Regions from separate parts of the Mus musculus genome. Here region 2 is linked to region 1. The links are chromatin contacts, called in public Micro-C maps. All regions are on one chromosome and are shown on one strand. The core of a region is the stretch at or near the end of the contact, and the rest is flanking DNA. Distances in the headings are between cores, read along the strand shown. Region 1 overlaps Dennd1a (DENN/MADD domain containing 1A). Region 2 has its middle 12 kb from the start of Gm13584.

Region 1 (6,904 bases), core at 476-2,975:
GTCACCAAAAATAGAGAGAGTAGGGGGTGGGGGAAAGGAAGAAAAATTAGCTCTGAGTGCCTGATTCTAGTCAAGTGCTTCCCTGACTGGTTACTCCTTCCCCTACTCTTTCAGCAGTGGCCAGATTTCCACCTGTTATGTAATCAAATGCTTATTCAGGACAGGTCCCATTGTGTTGAGGTAGATGCAGAATATAGAAATGGTCTCAAATTTGAAGCTCTTTGCTCTGTGCATTTCCCAGTTTTAATTCAAGACATTCTGTAAAGGCATTTTAAACACTGTTTGAAAGGATGGGGTGGTAACAGAAGAGTAACATGCTCACAGAGGACTTGTTGTAGTGGGTGAGACTTGTGTTGAGTCTGCCAGGCCAGTAAGAAGTAGGTATGGAGAAAAGTGAGCCTAACACCCCATATGCACCACAGAGCAAAGCAGAGGAGAAAACCCTGAGTGAGCCTGGAGATGTACAGCCAGAGCAGATGGAGCCTGCTGGGGAGGCTGCCATGTACCATGAGAGACTAGGGACGGGAGGCTCTTAAGAATGCGACTACAGGGTCTGAGAGTGCAGCATCTGCCTAGGACATTCCATTTTACAGGAGAGAGGTCAAGATCCATCATAACCACAGTCACAGTGCTGGGGAAGGAATTCATTCCTGCCCAGGTTTCTTTCTACCCACTACTGTCTTCAAGCCCTTGGTGCCAGAGGAGTAAAGTAACCACTGAGTCCTTGCATTGTCTCAAGAAGGGTTCACTGTTAGTGCTGAAAGCACTTTCTCAGAGGATGTGAGAGGCATGCCTCTGTTCTATAGTCACCAACGACAGGCGTACAAAATGAAATGACACCATTTTGTGGTTTTGGATGCAGCCACAAATGCAGAGAGGCTCAGCTACTACTTGACACTTGAACTGGTATCTGCTATCTGCTGGGCGCTGTGTACAGTGTTCTTATGTTGAAACATAAGCTATTTATATTGTCACCATGCTTGATGTTCTGCATGTGAGCAGCAAAGGCCCAGCTAGGTTCACATATGTGCTGTGTTCAAGGTTCTGCTTTTACTTTGTGGAGGAAACTGTTTTTCAAGCCCCTCATTTTGCTGCTACCTCTAATTCTACATTTTTTTTCCTCCTTACCATACTGCAGCCATTAACTAACACAGCATAAAGTAATTTATTTTGAAAACAATATATAGAAACAACATGTAGAAAAGTAGAAAATTTAGGTAACTGAAGAAATGGCTCCCCCATAGGTACAGTGTTGTCTTGGTTAGTGCATTAGTGTAGACCTTCATGTATTTCTGTTTCTGTTTCATATGTTTGTTCTGCTGGATTTTAGTCCTTTAGTGTAAATGGTAGATTGAGTTGTGGCTTATGGTCACTTCCACAGCATTAGAGAGTAGCATGGCTATTGGCCCTGCTGACAGGGTGTGGGGTGGCCTAACGAGCAATGCCCTTGGGATGTTCCCCTTGACATGTCACATCCAGGAGGGAGGCAAATGACTCCTGTCCTTTGAGCTAGGTTCTCTATAGTTCCTCTAGTTTTGATATGTTTAAATTTTGTGGTTAGTGATAATTTAATTTGTCAGACTTAGGTAGATAAGGTCTGGGCAGATCTTTGTTTTTTCTTAGAAATGTCTGGTGGTTTTCTTGAGCAGATAAGGGCTACACTCTTTCTAGCAGTTGGTAAATTTATTGCTCCTGTCCAGAACTCTTGGGAGGGTGCTGTTCTCAACACTTGGTCTTCTGAGCAGGGATGATAAAAAGCTTGAGGCTCTGGCAAATGCAACATGTGTATATATAGGAAAGTTTTGTGGTCCACAAACTCCAGGACAGGATAGTTTGGTAGTAGACAGCTAGCTATTCAGGTGATTCTAAGTAAGCTACAGTGGGCAAGAGTGACAGTGTTTTAGTTCGGGCCATGCATTTTATAATTATACTAGTCTAGGTAGTTTTCATTGTGTACTATGTGCTAGTTGCTCTGTATTCTTGATTTATAAACCTTAAAATCACTTTGCAGTGTGATGGTTGATTTTTACAGAAGAGATCAGAGATATACAGTAGCTTGTCCTTACACAGTTTATGCATAGAAGATCTTATATAAAACACAGCTCTCACTATTTTGTCTTCTCTCTTCTGTGTTATTCTCAGTGGCTTAAAATCAACTTTTGGTATTTCTCATCCCAAAGCAGTACGGGCCTTTGACTCACCTCACCCAATTACTGTCTGGTTCTGTAGTGCTTGCAAAAATCCTCTATAACAGCTAACTTGCTCCTCAGCCCCATTCAGCTTCTCCTGCTTTTTGTCTTTCAGCTATAACTGTTCTTATCATGGCCACCCAAGGCCTTCTTATCACTCACAGAGATAGACATTTTCCTTTCCCATCTTGATATATCAGGACAGGTGACCTTCCCTTCTGTTTGTTCTGCCTGGAGGTAGTTTCTTTTTCCTTTTATGGTCCCTTTTCCATCTACTGCTCAACTGATATTTCTGTAAATGAGTCCTAGATACTCTTCTGTCTCTCTGAGTTATTTTACTCATCATTTCTGTAGTGTTCAGTATTACCTGTGTTCAAATGACTTCTGAATATTTGCCTCCAACTCAAACATTTTTGTGGCTTTCCTAACTAGTATGTTCAACTCTGTGCTTGACGTTGTTTTAGAAATTTGAGATGAGTGCTTTTCTTTTGATTAGAAGTATTAAGTAGCCTTTTATTACTCCAAACACCCACCGCATCCACATTCACCCAAAAGAGGTAATATCTAATATGACTCATGTTTGAGGTATTCTGCATGGCCTGGTTCTCAATTTATGTAGCAACGCATGTGATGCTACTGATCGTCTTTTGTGCTTTAGGGTGACCCCCATATGCTTTTCTTTCCTACACGTGCCCAGTTCCTTTCAACTCCAAAGATCTTTGCATAGCTTTTTCCTTTGCTGGAAATACCCAGTTTCTTGAGCCTGGTGTGGCCATTCCATCTCAGCCTTTGAGTCAGTGTTGACATCTCTGAGAAGCTGCTGTCCAATTTGATAGTCAGCCATGTGAGTTATAAGGTTTTTGTTTTTGTTGTTTAGCATATATTTCCAGCACATACTATATCACCCTGTGTAGTTGTAGTTCAGTATGTAAAATGGGTAAGCTTAAAGTAAGTCTGACATGTAAAAATCTCATTTCTTACTGAATGACTGGACTCACTCACACTTTGTCTCCACATACTTCATGCTGTTCTTGCAACTCTGATACTAAACAAAATAGGGTGAGAAGGACCTTGAACAGCTGATGAGCATTAATAGAGTAGCATGACAGTTACAATCTGGGCTTCGTTCTTGATCTGTTCCCTTGTTTTGTACATTCTAAGTGTGGGAGGAGTACCTAAGGGTGATCCGGGTCCTGGTCAGCTAGGCTTATTTTTGCTGGTGTTCAAATATGCTTTCTGGAGCTTAATGAGATGCACAGTCCATTTGCCAAGACAACTTTGCATTCTTATCATAATTTAGTTCCTTAACCCGAGGTGAGACTTCTAGGGGAGGGCTGGCCTAGTGTTTAGAGCAGCATGGCAGGATGGAAAGGACATTGAACCACAATGTGGCTTGGATTTTTGACCTAGTCCTAATTACTTTGAAAACCAAAACAAAACCCTAAGCCTCAGTTTTCCCACCCATAAAACAAGAAAATTGGATCAGTGGTTCCTATGGTTCCTTTAGCTTTAATCATTGGGAAGTCTCTGATTCTTGTAGAAATTACAGATGCTAATATTAAAAGGAAACGAATTGTAGTTTTTGAGGAAGCAGACCCCCTAGTCATTTTTTATGAAAAACAGTGAATACTTTCCTAGACTACCACAGTTAGCGGAGCGAGTGATACATTCCCTGGAGATTCAGAACCCTTCAAGTTAACCTCTGTTTGACTGCCCCTGACAGATTTAGTTTCTTGGATGTTGTCCAAGGGGAGAGAAAAAAATTGAGTCTACTGCTTTTGTGTTCTTGATGACCTGTACTTCAACTCTTCTAGGAATTAAAAAGGTGACTTGATTGAGAATAATAAGTGTCTCCTTCTAAATTGCAACATCCCATAAAGAATCATTCATTTTAATGCAAACTTGAATCATTTGGTCCCCCAGAGGACTGCTCAGGTGTTAAAAAGCTGAATTGGTCAGGGAGTCTCTGTAAATCATGACCTTCCTGTGAATTTTATCTTCAATAAGTTAAAGCAGCTTGCCTCCTACCTTTTATTAATTATTTCTACTAAGGATTGGCCTTTTAAGATAAATGATTATCCCACTGATTCCTAAAACATACTTTGGGTTGAGTGATAGCTCCTCACGATTATTCCATGTATAGAAACTGAGTTGCTGAAAGCTGTTTTTAAGGAACTTGCTAAGTTAAGGGCCAGGTAGAGGTAACTGGGCTGGGCTTTGTATCAAGCTGATCAGTAATGAATCTTTCTTTGATCTTATAGTGTGGTCATGCATACTTTTTTAAAGACCATTTTTTTTTTTTCCATTTTTTATTAGGTATTTAGCTCATTTACATTTCCAATGCTATACCAAAAGTCCCCCTTACCCACCCACCCCCACTCCCCTACCCACCCACTCCCCCCCTTTGGCCCTGGCGTTCCCCTGTACCGGGGCACACAAAGTCTGCGTGTCCAATGGGCCTCTCTTTCCAGTGATGGCCGACTAGGCCATCTTTTGATACATATGCAGCTAGAGTCAAGAGCTCAGGGGTACTGGTTAGTTCATAATGTTGTTCCACCTATAGGGTTGAAGATCCCTTTAGCTCCTTGGGTACTTTCTCTAGCTCCTCCATTGGGAGCCCTGTGATCCATCCATTAGCTGACTGTGAGCATCCACTTCTGTGTTTGCTAGGCCCCGGCATAGTCTCACAAGAGACAGCTACATCTGGGTCCTTTCGATAAAATCTTGCTAGTATATGCAATGGTGTCAGCGTTTGGATGCTGATTATGGGGTGGATCCCTGGATATGGCAGTCTCTACATGGTCCATCCTTTCATCTCAGCTCCAAACTTTGTTTCTGTAACTCCTTCCATGGGTGTTTTGTTCCCACTTCTAAGGAGGGGCATAGTGTCCACACTTCAGTCTTCATTTTTCTTGAGTTTCATGTGTTTAGGAAATTGTATCTTATATCGTGGGTATCCTAGGTTTTGGGCTAGTATCCACTTATCAGTGAGTACATATTGTGTGAGGTCCTTTGTGATTGTGTTACCTCACTCAGGATGATGCTCTCCAGGTCCATCCATTTGGCTAGGAATTAAAGACCATTTTTTAATGGTAGTGAGAAGAGTAGGAAATTAATGGAAGCCAATTTGCAGGTCAAGTCGTTTTCATACTGGGTCCTTTTCCTAGAGATCGTTTTTTGTTTTGTTTTTTAGTCCTACCAATAGCCTTCTTTTCTAGTTTTCATTTTGCACATTCTAGGAATAACATCAAGTCTCAAAAGCAAAATAATGAATCACATTTGGTAGGATCACATAGTAACAGTTCACAAAAACGTGACCTTATTTGTATCTTGGACTTTTCTAAACCTGTTGCATTAAGTATTTTAATAAAAACAGGCTTCCCCTCCCCCACTGAGGCTCACTTTTCTCCTGGATCACTTTAATTATGTGAGCTAGAATCTTGTTTCTCACACATCTTCACTTTTCAACCTTGTTAAAATTAATCATATAATCCCCCTTTAAAACATAGTATTAAATCACCATAGTAACACCGTTTCCAAGCTTTACAGATAAAACATAACAGCCATAAGAAGGGAGCATTTGGTGTCCCCCTGACAGCTCTATAACTTTTATGGAAATGTGTTCCTTCCCCTAGCTGTAAGGTGGGGGATAGCATTACTTACACCTGCTTTATTACCACATGGCTTTGAAATTGTCACCTTGTTTTTTTCACCCCCCTAGTTAAATAAGGAGAGTGGAACACTTCCTTGTCTTTCTGGGCCTTTTTCCTGTGCTTGAAGCACTCTCCAAGCAGGTAGACTTGTTTCCTTAAATATAACTAGGCAAGGCCCTTGACCTTTGTGCTGGGATACCTTAAAAATCTCTTTAATTTTACTTTTCTTTTGTGTCTTGTATGAGGGAGCTTTATAAAGTCAGTCTATTCTATATTTGAAATTTTAATTCATAGCCCACCCAAAGACAATATAGTCTTGTTTTTGAAAAAGGCCTGTTAAGAAATGTTTTCTCATTTCTACTGACAATTGGTAACTTGGCATCAGTTTGAATATTTTAACAAAGTCAGTGTCTTATCAACTTGAGTATACTTTGAAAAATATAGTATATGTGTGATCCGTACAAGTTGCTGAATTCCATGGTTTAATTCACTGCCAAATTCTAAAATATTAGTGTAAACTTATATATTAGAGTTTGGAATAAATGTTTTACATTTTTTAAAAAAGTGATATACTGGATAACTGGTAAATGGATTTTTAAAAATGTGTATTTTGAAGCATTTGTAACCTAAAGAGTTTTAGATTATTCTGGTTGCTAGTATTCTTTTAAATTGTTTACTAGATAGTTTCTGCTTTACATTGTTTTTATATGTAGTTGGCTTATTTTATACTGATGCAAGAATTTTTGCCTGTTTAATAGCTTGAAACATTGCTTTAATTTGTTAACTTGCTTAACATTTTGGTATTCCTGCCCTCTAAGATAATATGTTCCTCAAAGTTCAGAAAGTGTCAAAGGTTCAAGGGGACATAGCCTTTTCCCCTTTCCTTTCCAGTATTTATGATGCTCTTCTTAGAACTCACTGGGCCTGACTCAGTTCCCAAACTACTCTTGAGGTTTTTGGGTTTTTTTGTTTTTGTTTTTGTTTTTTCTGAATAAAAAGGGGACATTGCTGAAATTCCAAACTCATCTTAGGGATAGATGAAATGATACATTAAACATTTGA
Region 2 (6,205 bases), core at 3,308-5,807, 250 kb before region 1:
GTGTGTGTGTGTGTGTGTGTTTGCATGGTGTGTGAGTGTGTGTGGTATACGTGTGTACGTGTGTGTGTATGTGTTTTTATGTCAATGTGTATCTATGTGTGTATGTGAGTGTGTGAGTGTATATCTATGTGATATATATGTGTTTGTGTGTCTCTGTGTGTGTGGTGTATGTTTGTGTGTATATCTGTGGTATATATTTTTATATCTATGTGTGCCTATGTGTGCATGTGAATGTGTATATGTGTGTGTTTATCACTTGTATTTACATTTTCTCCATAGCATGAGCACACAGTTTTGGTCAGTCACTGCTAAACTCTGACAGTTTTCACATCCCATCTTATTTTAGTAGGGTGACATTTTCTCATCAGTCGCTGCTGGGAAATAAGCATGCTGTGGATTTTCTATGTTGATCTCATAGCCCCACTTCCAGAGGATTTCCTCACTCTCCAGTCACCAGGAGGAGCTTTGAATGTGGTCATTTGCAGGGTCTCAGGGAAAGATGCAGTGAAGGCTAGATATGTAGAATATGGGCTAGGCAGCTGGCAGACCAGTCTGGGTTCAAATATACTCATGTGCCATGTACTAGCTGGGGAAGTTACTCAACCTAAGATAGTGCTCATGCCCAGTCTACCCTGCACTGCTGCAAGAGTCTCAGGAGGAGACGACTCAAGTCAAGCTCCCTATGTAGTGTCTGCTGTCATGTAAGAGCTCCCCTGGTGCTGCACTGGGCATGAAACTGGGCATAGTGTAATCTTGAGATAAAGGCAGGAGGTTTAGACATTCAAGGCCATCCTAAGCTCAAGGCCATCTAGAGACACAAGAGACTTTATCTCAATACAAAATTAAACACATAGGACATGAACAAACCCAAATTATCATCTCTGTTGTTGTTACTACAAGCCACATGGCTCCCAGCCAGCAAGCTGTGGTTGTTGACTGTTCATTTGAACACATGGTAGGGGCATCTGCATATGCCTGTGACATTGCCCTCTGTTCCTGTGACCTGAATGTTCTGAGGATTCCATGGTCCCAGAGATGGACCACACCAAACATACTTTCCAAACTGCTCATGCAGCTTCTTGCCCCTGGTGGGGAAACAGTCAAATGGACAGGTAGGAACCTAATAATGTTTGTGTGATGACTCACTTCGTTACACTCAAGTCACCTGTGTACACAGGGCCCAGTTCAGTGCCTAGAGACCACAGTGGGTGGTTAAGAGGAGGGTGGGAAGGCAGGAGATGAAATCAGGGCTTCTGACCTCCATGGGAAAGGGACCAGAAGTGCCCTGGAGAAGGCGCTTTAGAGCTCATGCACATTTAGTCACATTGATTTTTACAAATGTGTAACCAAGCTGGGCGTAGTGGTGCACGCCTTTAATCCCAGCACTCAGGAGGCAGAGGCAGGCAGATTTCTGAATTCGAGGCCAAGCCTGGTCTACAAAGTGAGTTCCAGGACAGCCAGAGCTACACAGAGAAACCCTGTCTCGAACCACCCCCCCCCCAAAAATGTGTAACCAAAGTAGTAAGTACCTGCTCTTTCTAAACATATACATGACCCAGCAATTCAAAGTTGAATATAGGCCCAAGGTATAAATGCATGAAACCACCATAAGACCTGATACACACGGTCACTGAAGCCTTGTTCAAAGTGATCCTATGGTTTGAATGACAATGGCCCCCATAGGTTCATATGTTTGTTTTGTTTTTCAGTTGACTGGCTGTTTGGGAAGGATAAGGAAGTGTGGTCCTGTTGAAGGAGGTGTGTCACTAGGGTGGCCTTTGAGGTTTTAGAAGTCCACGTCAGACCCAGTCTCACTCTCTATAACTGCTGCTGTGTATCAGGATTATAAATTCTTAGCTACTGCTCCAGCACCGTGCCTACCCACCTGCCACCATGTTCCTTGTCATGGTGATCATGAATTAACCCTCTAAAACTGAAAGCAAGCCAACATATAGACCTTTCTTTTCTAAGTTGTCTTGGTCACGGTGTCTCTTCACAGCAATAAAAAAGTAACTAACACAGGTCCCGAACTGGAAGTAACTTAAACACCCACAGGAAAAGACTAGATAAAAGACTTGTAGTGGGCTTCTATAATGAAGTATTATATAGCAACGAAATGGAAATGATCTATCACAGTAGCAAGAGCATCCATGTAAGGGACCCCACCATTCCTGTTCACTTAGGAGTACTCACTGTGTAATTCCACAAATACAAAGTTCAAGAAGAGGTGTGCTGGAACCACCTGTGATCTCAGTTTGGGAAGTGTAAAGGCAGGGTTATGAACCTACAGTCTCAGGTATTTGTGTGTGTGTCCACTTGTTTGCACCACTAGAAAGAAAAAAAAAAAGATATATATGGTTGAGAGGAAGCCAGATAGCCACCTACGGAGAAATAGCCAAATCCCAGCCTCACACCATACAACAGAACAAACTCTGGAATAAAGACAATGAGAATTTGTTTTTAAAGCCATTCCTGTGGTGAACTCTTATTTTATTTTATTTTATTTTATTTTATTTTATTTTATTTTATTTTATTTTATTTTTGTTTTTCCAGACAGGTTTTCTCTGTGTGGCTCTGATTGCCATGAAACTCACTCTGTAGACCAGGCTGGCCTCGAACTCTAGTGATCCTCCTGCCTCTGCCTCCTGAATGCTAAGATTAAAAGCTTGCACTACCGCTGTCAGCTTTCTTTTTTCTTTTTTTTTCCTGAAGTCCTTTGGAAAATGAATTTCAAACAAAACTCTGAATCTATAAATGAAAAGATGGATACGTTTAGCCACATAAAATTATTTCTATTTCCACAAGAGAAAATGATATAAACAAAGTCAAAAGGCACATACATTACAGACATATCATATGTTATTGACAAAAGGCTGCTATCTCTGTTATTTTAAGAGCTCCTACGTATTGGGGGGGGGGGAATGACAACCTAATTAAAAAGATAGGCAGAGGAGATAGACAAACAGTTCCCAGGAAAGGAAACGTAAATGATTCTTAGTCAGATGAAAACACGGTCAACCTCCCTTGTAGCAGGAGAGAAGAGATTACAGCTCTGAGATACCATTTTCTATCTAACAGATTGACAAAGATCAGAAAGTTTGATAACACGCTGTGTTGGCACGGGTGTGGGAGAGAAGCATTTCCATTCATTGTAAGTGGGAGGGAACACTGGGGCACCCTCCCGGAGGAGAGATTTGGCAATATCTGAGTAAATTAAAAATCTGCATACCCTTTAACCCACAATTTTCATCTCTAGGAATCCACCATGCAAATATCCCCATACATACACAGTTCGCTGTCCTAATGCAGATCATTTGCCACAGTTCTGCTTATGCTAACAGTCTGGAAGCAGCCTGGTTCCTCACCCACAGGGAGCTAGTGAAGGGCGCATATTCAACTGTCTATTCAGTGGAATAATATACACTGGTTTAAAGGAACAGAGGAGTTTTTAATTTCCTATATGGAAAAATCTCTATGGCAAAGCTCAGAGTCGTGCACACTGAACAAAAGCCCTGTGTGAAGGGTGTCTGTGGAAAGATCTTGATAAGGAAACTGATAGGAAAAGCTCTGGGTATCTGCATAGACTATGTGTATAGTAGTCATGGGGGAAGTAGGGGAATATAACTTTAAAAATGCAAAGTGAGTGTACGGGTGTGTGGGGGTGGTGGGGAGATAGGGAAGTTGAGGGGAGGGGGAGGGACAGAGGTGGGGAGGGCTGAGTTGTCTCAGCAGATAAAGGTGCTTGCCATCTTAGCCCCCACCTGATGGGAGGTAGGTACAGACTCTGGAAAGTTGTCCTCTGACCACCATATGCACTCAGATGGGGTCTCTCTCTCTCTCTCTCTCTCTCTCTCTCTCTCTCTCACACACACACACACACACACACACACACACATACACACACACAAATGTAGTTCTAAAAATTAAGAAAAACACAGGGTAAACTGTTTTTCAGCTGAGATGTGTAAGTCTAATTCCAGCTCCCCTGGGTCTTTTGGAGAAATTACTTCAACTTCAACGTCACCATCTGTAAAATGGGAATAATAATATGCCCTTGATTCAAAGATACCTTGGAGAAGGGGTTGGAAAGAGGCAAAAGTTTAAAAACTGGGAACTTTAGGATGGGCATGTTCATGGTCTATAATGACTTTTCTATGATTTTGAAAAGTTTTCTAAACAAAACACGTTTTTTGTTTTCTTTGTGGGTTTCTTTTTTATTGCTGCTCTGGTCTTCACTATCAGATACCAATCTGCTCCCCAACCCCCATGCCCCACTAAGAAGGAGTGCAGAGCAGGTGAGCTGGTGGCTGGCCATCTGGCCGTCTCTCTAGGACATGCTCTTCATTGCGGGCAGGTGAAGAGGTTTTCCTTGCAGGACAGGACAGTGGAATCGCAAGATGAAGGTGGGGTCCCCCAAGTGGGTGTGGGGAAGGGGACCTTGCTCTCCCTCCTGAGTGCTGGTGGCCTGTGTCTGGGCACGCAGGATACCCCTACACTGGCTGAGACCCGATCAGATAGGGCGCCTCCCCCGCGCTGGCAGCCCTGGGAGGCGGCGGGGAGTTTACGTAAGCCGCTTGTTGATGGAAAAACAACGCACTGGCTCGGTGGTAGGCGGTTCCTGGCTTGCTTTGAGGAAGCCCCAGGGGGTACTCAGCAGGCCACAGCACACACACCCCTTCGCCTCTCCGCCCCCCACCCTCCGTCTCTGGGTTCGGCCGGTCGAGGAGTAGGGGCTACATCCAGGCTGCAAGAGCGGCTCTCGGGGTTCATCTAAATCCAGGCCACCCTGCAGGTGTCATCTGATATTTCACCCTGGACCTAGGTGCCCGACCCAGTTATCCTGCTGCAAGCCCAGCCCTGCTTGGGGCAGCGGGGGTGAGAGCTGTGGGAACCCCGAGTGAGCCAAGAGGAAAGTGGGGGGCCGTCATAGTTACACCTGGAGCCTCCTTTCCTGGTTCTAGAAGCCAAGGAGAGCCAGGCCAGGCCCGCAGTTTTGCAGGGGCACTTCTCAGTTCCCTCCTGGCTTTGGCAGAAGGCGTGTGGATGACCAGAGTTCCGGTCCAGCTCAGCTAGCTGCGTAGCCTTGTGGGCTCGGACCCAAAGTTCTTTATCTGGAAAACCAGGTTGATGTTACTTGTACTAAACAAGTTTTCAGAATTACATGAAACATTCTGAGGATTAAAAGAGATGACTACAAAGCCCTTAAATCACACCCAACTGTGTCTAGCACACTAGCACGTGTCACTGTAGATATAGATTGTGTGTGTGTGTAGGGGTGTGTGTCACACCTGCCCCTTCCACTCCAACTCAGACATTTGCTTTTCAGGTGGCTTCTCTCAAATCTCTGCCCTGGCTCGGGTGTCCAGTGTCCTTCATTCACAAGTCTACATTAGTTCCCTCTGCGCCCTATACCTAGAGTACCTAGAAGTGGATGAATTTCCGATACTGTACTCTAGGGGGCACAAGCCAGGAAGGGAGGGAGAGCAACATGTGGGTAATGTTAAATACCCTTCTTAAGGATCTGGACAGAATCAAATAAGTGATTCATGGGGAAACCCTTTCTTGGCTCAGAGAGTTGTACCAACCAGTTAGGAACTGCCCGGTCAATGCTACAAACAGGAACCATTTGAGACCAAACTTTGTATCAGGCTAGAGTCAAGGCTCAGCTTGGGCAGTCCTTTTTAAGAGACTGTTTCAAATAGATCAGTCTGTTACTTCATCATCAAGTGAAGATAACAAGACCTACCATCTAGGTGGCCACAAGGCACCAAGGAGATCCCCAAATAGGAGCTACTGTTAAACTTAATTTCTTTTTTTTTAATTTTAAAGATTTTTAAAATTTGATATATATGGGTGTTTTTGCCCGCTTGTATGTGCACCACATGTGTGCAGTGCCCAGGGGCCCAGGATTAGGCTTTGGATCTTCTGGACCTGGAGTTATAGACGGTTATTCATCTGTGTGTGGGTACTGGGTACTGAACCTTAAACTCTAGAAAAATAATAGCCTGTACTTTTAACTGCTGAACCATCTCTCCAGCCTTTCTACTCCTACCCGCATTTTGAGACAAGGTCTTACTATGTAACCCTGGCTTGGCCTGGAATTCACAATGTAGACCAGGCTGACCTCAGAGTACCACCTGCCTTTGCCTCCTACGTGCTGGGATTAGAGCCATGAGCCACCACACCTGGCTTGACTATTTATATA

What was found. A called contact is a pair of places that touch in the nucleus more often than the background predicts.
Region 2: a contact with region 1 is called in a Micro-C map of the G1E-ER4 cell line, with 4 times the contacts expected there. The contact joins two enhancer-like sites. A contact is called at or near these places in 4 of 39 promoter capture datasets (the C10 cell line, embryonic stem cells, liver and 1 more), 2 of 15 datasets of contacts at CTCF or cohesin (large pre-B cells and pro-B cells), 10 of 484 Hi-C or Micro-C datasets (the G1E-ER4 cell line, the HL-1 cell line, bone marrow-derived macrophages and 3 more), 6 of 115 datasets of contacts at active chromatin or transcription factors (embryonic basal ganglia, embryonic forebrain, embryonic limb bud and 3 more) and 1 of 9 other capture datasets (embryonic stem cells).

The regions. Positions count from the first base shown.
Region 1 is chr2:38,127,187-38,134,090 of GRCm38.p6, reverse strand. All of the region lies in intron 4 of Dennd1a (DENN/MADD domain containing 1A), which reads left to right. Among named protein-coding and RNA genes, the nearest start is that of Dennd1a, 160 kb to the left of the region's middle. Within about 2 kb of position 1,725, at least 28 of the 459 cell types and tissues checked have an H3K27ac peak or open chromatin away from gene starts, as enhancers often do. A contact at or near this core is called in the G1E-ER4 cell line, where this site is marked.
Region 2 is chr2:38,377,778-38,383,982 of GRCm38.p6, reverse strand. No RefSeq gene overlaps it. Among named protein-coding and RNA genes, the nearest start is that of Gm13584, 12 kb to the right of the region's middle. Within about 2 kb of position 4,557, at least 39 of the 459 cell types and tissues checked have an H3K27ac peak or open chromatin away from gene starts, as enhancers often do. A contact at or near this core is called in the G1E-ER4 cell line, where this site is marked.